2 separate regions of the Pan troglodytes genome follow, and region 1 is linked to region 2. The links are chromatin contacts, called in public HiChIP or PLAC-seq maps. All regions are on one chromosome and are shown on one strand. Each heading gives the region's core, a stretch centred on a gene start, on an enhancer-like site or on the middle of the called end of the contact. The rest is flanking DNA. Distances are from core to core; before and after follow the strand shown.

Evidence for each region. HiChIP or PLAC-seq counts read pairs in DNA pulled down with a chosen protein or histone mark.
Region 1: a contact with region 2 is called in an H3K4me3 HiChIP or PLAC-seq map of stem cell-derived excitatory neurons, with 2.7 times the contacts expected there. The contact joins the promoter of EIF2S2 here to the promoter of RALY in region 2. A contact is called at or near these places in 1 of 7 Hi-C or Micro-C datasets (stem cell-derived neural progenitor cells) and 1 of 1 datasets of contacts at active chromatin or transcription factors (stem cell-derived excitatory neurons).

The regions. Positions count from the first base shown.
Region 1 is chr21:40,315,833-40,318,869 of NHGRI_mPanTro3-v2.0_pri, reverse strand. EIF2S2 (eukaryotic translation initiation factor 2 subunit beta) reads left to right here and starts at 1,284. Exons shown (of 9, transcript NM_001098556.1): 1 at 1,284-1,415. The coding sequence starts at 1,401.
Region 2 is chr21:40,197,853-40,201,010 of NHGRI_mPanTro3-v2.0_pri, reverse strand. It overlaps RALY (RALY heterogeneous nuclear ribonucleoprotein), which reads right to left and starts at 1,259. Exons shown (of 10, transcript NM_001280425.1): 1 at 1,012-1,259. LOC104003558 (a long non-coding RNA gene) reads left to right here and starts at 1,990. Exons shown (of 3, transcript XR_010154372.1): 1 at 1,990-2,113; 2 at 2,268-3,158.

The DNA of each region.
Region 1 (3,037 bases), core at 35-2,534, 120 kb before region 2:
ATTATGGGCGCCTACCGCCACACGCGGCAAATTTCTGTATTTTTAGTCGGGACAAGGTTTCGCCATGTTGGCCAGGTTGGTCTTGAACTCCTGACCTCAGGTGATCCGCCCGCCTTGGCCTCCCAAAGTGCTGGGATTACAGGCGTGAGCCACCACGCCCGGCCAGTTCTACTTTCTTATCATGTAAGAATTATAGGCCAGGCGAGCTGGCTCACGCCTGTAATTCCGGCTACTCGGGAGGCTGAGGCAGGAGAGTCGCTTGAATTCAGGAGGCAGAGCCTGCAGTGAACCGAGATCGCGCCACTGCACTCCAGCCTGGGCAACAGAGCGAGTCTCAAAAAAAAAAAAAAAAAAAAAAATTATTAAATTACCCAATCATAGAATTACCCCCACCTCCTGACTGCATCTAATCCAGAGAGAAGCTCTGCTTCCTTAAACCCTGCCCAAACCCTGTAAATTCTTTCCAACACCCTCTTCCAAAGACGTCCCGGTGTTTCCCACGGCGTACTGCCCTACTTGCAAGACCATAAACTCCACTTTGTCCAGCTACAGGAGTGTTCTCGATGGTCTTTGGCTGGAGGGCACAGCCGCAGTGAGAGCTCCCTAAAGGGTCGCTGCTGTTGTTAGGTCTCAAGGGAAATTGCGTGGCGCACCCACAGCGTTCAATCAGATTTCATAAACAAGTATTCTGAGGCTCCCCGACAGCTGCCTCTTGCGTGGTTGTTTCTCCTCAGGAGATGTTATCTCTCCTGGGGGAAGACCGGGAAGATACTTTGGTTTCTGACCTCCCAAGCAGAAAACCAGCCGTCAAATTTCTTACGAAGTAAAAACCCTTAGGGAGGTGCGCGCCTCTAGCTCCAACTCAGAATTTCTCAAACACCATGACGCCCGGGGGTCATGTGGGAAACTAAAGCTCCAGCGGGTTCATATGACTCAGTGTCTAACCCACTACCCTAACCCAGGAGGAAGGGACCCCAATTCACTCTACAAGCAGCGCAAAAGAATGCTCCAAAAGGCTGAGGCAATATCAACAACCGAACGTTCTTCCGGCTGCAGCTCGTTCACACGCCGCGTACAGGTCGCTGGGCGGCGACAGCGCAAGCGCAACCCTCTTATAAGTGGACTACAAGTCCCGGCATGCCTGGCGACGCGGCGTCGCCTGGTAACTCGCGCCACACGAAGCGCGTTAGGTTGGCTCTTCTGCGCGCCTGCGCCTTGGCGAGCTCTGCGCAGGCGCATTTCCAACGCTTGGAGGAGAGGGCGGGGTGTCGTTTCCTTTCGCTGATGCAAGAGCCTAGTGCGGTGGTGGGAGAGGTATCAGCAGGGGCAGCGCTGCCGCCGGGGCCTGGGGCTGACCCGTCTGACTTCCCGTCCGTGCCGAGCCCACTCGAGCCGCAGCCATGTCTGGAGACGAGGTGAGGATCTGAGCCCGGCGTAAGGGCTAATGATTGAGGCGAGAAGCCTAACCCACTCCAGTGTGGGAGAACGGGCCTGCGGCCTAGCAGCCGGCCGCCGCCATGTGGGGCAGCCGCGCCTAGGCGGCCCGGAGCGGCAGAGCCGGCGAGGACTCCGGAGCCGCAGGCTTGGCCGCAGCCCGCTTTCCTCAGGGCGGCAGCGCTGAGGCGGACCTCCTGCCGTGGTTGGCGTTTCCGGAATGGAGAGCACACGTTGAGTCGTCCTCCCGGAAGGGGCTCGAATGCCCGGTTAATAACCCCGAACGAGACTGGGGCTGGCGATCTCTGCATTCCTTTCTGCTGGGCACTGCCGCCCCAGCTCGCCTCACTGGGTGCCGGGGGTGCCAGGGGTGCCGCGAGGAGCCTCTCTTGGCTTGGTATAACGCCCTCGTTAAAACTTTCTAGGCTATCTTGTCGGGGCCGGTATCCCGCCCTTGTTTGCCTTCCTAGCATTGTTTTTTAAAAAGACGAGGGGGTGATGGGGTTAGAACGAGAGAAAAAGATTCTGCAGCCTCAGGAAGTGACTGACCTTCCCGGAAAGTTTCCGGGCGAGCCCCTGAGCTTCCCTTAACAGAGGGCTACCAGCGACGTGAGCGGGAAGTGCGGGCTGTGAAACTGGCTGGATCTTTTTCTACCGTGGTACTTGGATCTCAGTGAATTTCCTCGAATCCCTTTCCCTCAGATTTATCCTAGTTGATATAACGTCTAACGACTTAAAATGAAGTTGATGTTAAGTACTCCCAGTAGGTATTGCTTAACATTGGGGGAGGCCCCGTAAGTTGTTGAGAATTTCCTCAGGCAATAGGAAGCCTTGATCACAAGGGCAAAGGAATGGTCGAGAAAGGCCAGTAAATGTGCTCACAGGAAGTAGAATAATCTCCAGTTTGATTAGAGTTAAGGGGTGAACACTTGCCAAGCAGGTAATGACTAGTTCTTGGAGGGCTGTGAAGACGAAGTTAAGGAATTTGGAATATATTCTGGACGGGATTCCAGTCTCTTACTTGGTTCTCACAACAGTCCTGTAAAATAGGTCTATTGTGCCCATTTTAGAGATTAAAATTTTGAGTGTTACAGAGTTGTATAATGCCCATGATCAAATACTAAGTGGCTGAACCAGTAGAATTCCAGATTGACTAGGATCTTAATGGCTTAGAGAAACTGAAAGTTTGTATATGGTCCTTGGCGGTTATAGACATTGCTCTAGGCTGCTGTATTTCAAAAGTTCTGAGAGTGGCAGTGTTTCACACTTGTTTTGTTTCTACTCATTTTTCAAACTTCTCATAACCTTTGGCAAATACAGTACTTAACGTGTGCAAGATTCCATGGGGTGTTATTCTGTGTATGGGTCAACTAGATGACACACAAGGTAGAAATAGGACCATCAACGTAGTGACTTGGAGGGCTAGAGGGATCATTTTTAGCAGTGGGATTAGGCTTTGAAAGAAGTGGAATATGAATGCATTACTGCTGGATGAACAGAATTTTGTGAAGCAAAGATGGCAGAACCAGCATTTCGGCATAGGACTTTGGAAGCCAATAAAATATTAGTTTGGCCACTTAGGGGTGCCGGTCCAACTGTATTT
Region 2 (3,158 bases), core at 10-2,509:
GGACAACGTACCAGAAGTCAGGGAAAACCCAGAGTTATGCCCCTAATTAAATGGTGTGACCCAAGGCTAGGTAAAAATGCCCTCTGCACTAAGAGATGATACATGCTCACACCAGGAAATATTAATAAATAATAGGTACTGGCACCACTCCTTTGCACTTCTGTGGCTACTGTGACTTGGAGAAAATTACTTGACCCCTCTGCGCCTTAATTTCTGCTTTTGTAAATGAGGATAAACCAGAAGGCCGTTGTGAACATTAAATGAAGTAAGGCTTGGGAAGTTCCTGGGTGAAGTCTCATTAAATGTTCCCTGTCGGTGTTAAACACTTCTTTCACATATTAGTTCCCTTCCTGAATCCACGAACACCCCGCAAGGCGAGTTTCCTTCTTTCCCCCCACGTCACCGAGAGGCAAACTAAGACTCGGCCGCCAAGGAGGCTGAGTGAAACGCGGATACGGCCCCAGTTCGAGGGCCCGTTGTTGTTTCTCTCCGAGCCCAAGGCGTGCAAAGAGCCCAGAAGAGGCGGGAGCCGAGGCAGGACAAGCTCTGCGCGCCTCCGGGAGCCCGTAGACCCAGCCCGGGTAGGAGAGCCGGAAGCCGCCGCGGCCGGGCCCGCCTGCGGCCTCCCCGGAGCAGCCTCCGTTCCCCTCCCTCCGCCCCTCGCCGGGCGGGGCGGGGCACGAGCACAAAAGACTCCAACTTCCGAGCGGGCGCGGGCCCACCCAGCCAACTACTGGCCCAGACTTGGCCCGCGGAGGGAGCAGACAGGGAACGCCGGGAGCAGGACCGGGCGCGGAGGGCTGGGGCCGGGGACCCGGGGCGGCGGGTCCGAGTGGGAGAAAGGAGCGGCGGAGGGGGCCTAGAGTTACTCGGGCTCCCGGGACTCCCCGAAGGGCAGAAATAAGTTTCTAAAAATAGGCAGCGGCCTGCCTGAAGAAGTGGGTGAACGGAAAGGCACAAAGCACACACCCTCCCCGCACCCCTAAGGAGACGCCCGCAGCCCCCACTCACCCGCGCCGAGAGATCTGGAGGAAGCCGCGCGGCTGGGAAGGAGGCGGTACTGCCGCACTCGGGGACGTAAGGGAGGGAGGAAAAGGGCGGCTGCGGCGGGAAGAGGCTGGGCACACGCGCGGGAGTCGTCGTCGTCGTCGTCGCCGTCGCCGCCGCCGCCGCCGCCGCCGCCGCCGCCGCTACCGCCCCCTCAGCTTCTCTGGGTTCCGCTGCCCCGAGCTGGCGCCGCTCGCGCGCCCCGCCGCACTGACAGCGGCGCGAGCCCCGCAGCCGCGAGCCCTGCCCTCGGCCGGCACCACTGAGGCGCGCGGGGGTGGGGGCACCCGGAGCGGCTCCCCGCAGCTCGGCTCCGCCCGCCGCTCCGGCCCTGGTTCCGGGCTCTCCTCCTTCTCTGTCTCCTGGGAAGGACACGGTGACACGAGCACGAGGAGTCTGCAGCCCCGCCCAGAAACAGCCCGGCTTCCCAGGCGCATGGGCTCTCCCCACCCTCTCAGCCTGGCTTTGGAAAGGTCCAGAGCTTCGGCGGGGACGGGAGGAAGGCGGGGCCAGGGTGGGGCCTGAAAGGGAGGAGGAACTGAGACGCGGCTTGGGGAGGCGGGGCTGGGGCGGGAAGAGGGCAGCTTGCACAGGTTTGGAGCCGAAGTAGGGGCGGAGCTAAGATGGTGATGGGGCCCTGGGAAGAGGGTCGCCGGACAAGTGGGGAAGGCCGTGCAGGAGATGGAGAGCCGGGAACCAGGACAGCGCTTGAAAAGAGATGCTGTGGGCGGGGCTAAATGGAGAATCGCCCAGAGGGCGGAGCCACGGGTGGAGGGAGGCGGGGCTGAAGAGAAGCTTAGAGTGGGAGGAAGATGGAAGCGGGCCTGAAGGAGGCGGGCCCGGAAGCAGGGAGGGGAGGAGGGGCCCCGGGGGTGGCTACTCTGGGCGGGTGCCGGAAGGAGGCGTGCCCCAAGGGAGGACTGAGGGGTGGTGCTTGAGGTGGGCGGGGCCTGGAGATGGCGCTCAAACCTGCAGGCTGCGGGCGGTGCAGGAGGGATCCGGAAGAGACGAGGCAGGAAGAAACTCCTGGTCCTTTCGCTTTTAAGGAACGTGGCACCTAGACAGGGTGAGGGTCGCTCTTCGCTGCCTAATCTGGGACTGGGCGGAGAGGCCGCGCTAAGGGTGATCTCCGAAAAAGATGCAGGAGATGTTTTATAACTTGATCCAGGTGCTGGTCCTCTCTCCTACACATTTCTTCTGTCGGGATTTCTCACTTTCAGTGTTCCAGCCTCCGGTGAACCAGTCTTCCTAGTGAGAGCACGAGAAGCCCGTTGTCCTTCATTCCTCAGCTATGGATTTCCCTGAAAGTTGAGAACTGACCATATTCTCGATGCCTCCTCCGACCTGTGATTTCATGATTCACATCGCTTCCCCAGAACCTGCTTAACAGACGGGATTCCTGAGAATGGAGCAGAGTTTGAATTCAGAGTCCTGGCTTTGCCATATCAGCAGTTATAATTGTCCTTCTGTTGTTTGATGACCTCCCTGCCCTGCTTCAAAAGGAAGAGAAATCAAAGAGTTGACGACCCTGAGCGCAAGGCCTGGGACGTTCTTCCCCAAACTCGCTTTAATATCACCTTCTCAAAAGAACTCTTCCCTGAACACCTTGTCTCAAGATGTTCTCTAGTTTGTCTTCTTGTTCTGTCATTTATTTGTCTGTTCATTGTTTGTGTGTTTTTTGAGGCGGAGTCTCGCTCTGTCGCCTAGGCTGGAGTGCCGTGGCACGATCTCGGCTCTCTGCAACCTCTGCCTCCTGGGTACAAAGCGATTCTTGTACCTCAGCCTCCCAAGTAGCTGGGATTACAGGCGTGTACCACCATGCCCGGCTAATTTTTGTATTTTCAGTGGATACGGGGTTTCATCATGTTGGCCAAGCTGGGCTCTATCTCCTGACCTCAGGGGATCTGCATTTGAGGATAAACCCTGTCTTGGCTCCTCCCTGACGGGGGTGAGAAGTAGCCCTCCTGGAATTGCCTCAAAGCCCCCGGTTATCACCAGTGTTCTCGGTTGCAAATTACGAAACATAAATAAACTCAGACTAACAGATGCAGCAAAGGAATTTATCAGGAAGGAATGGGGAGCTCCCAGAACTGATGGGAAGGCTGGAGAAC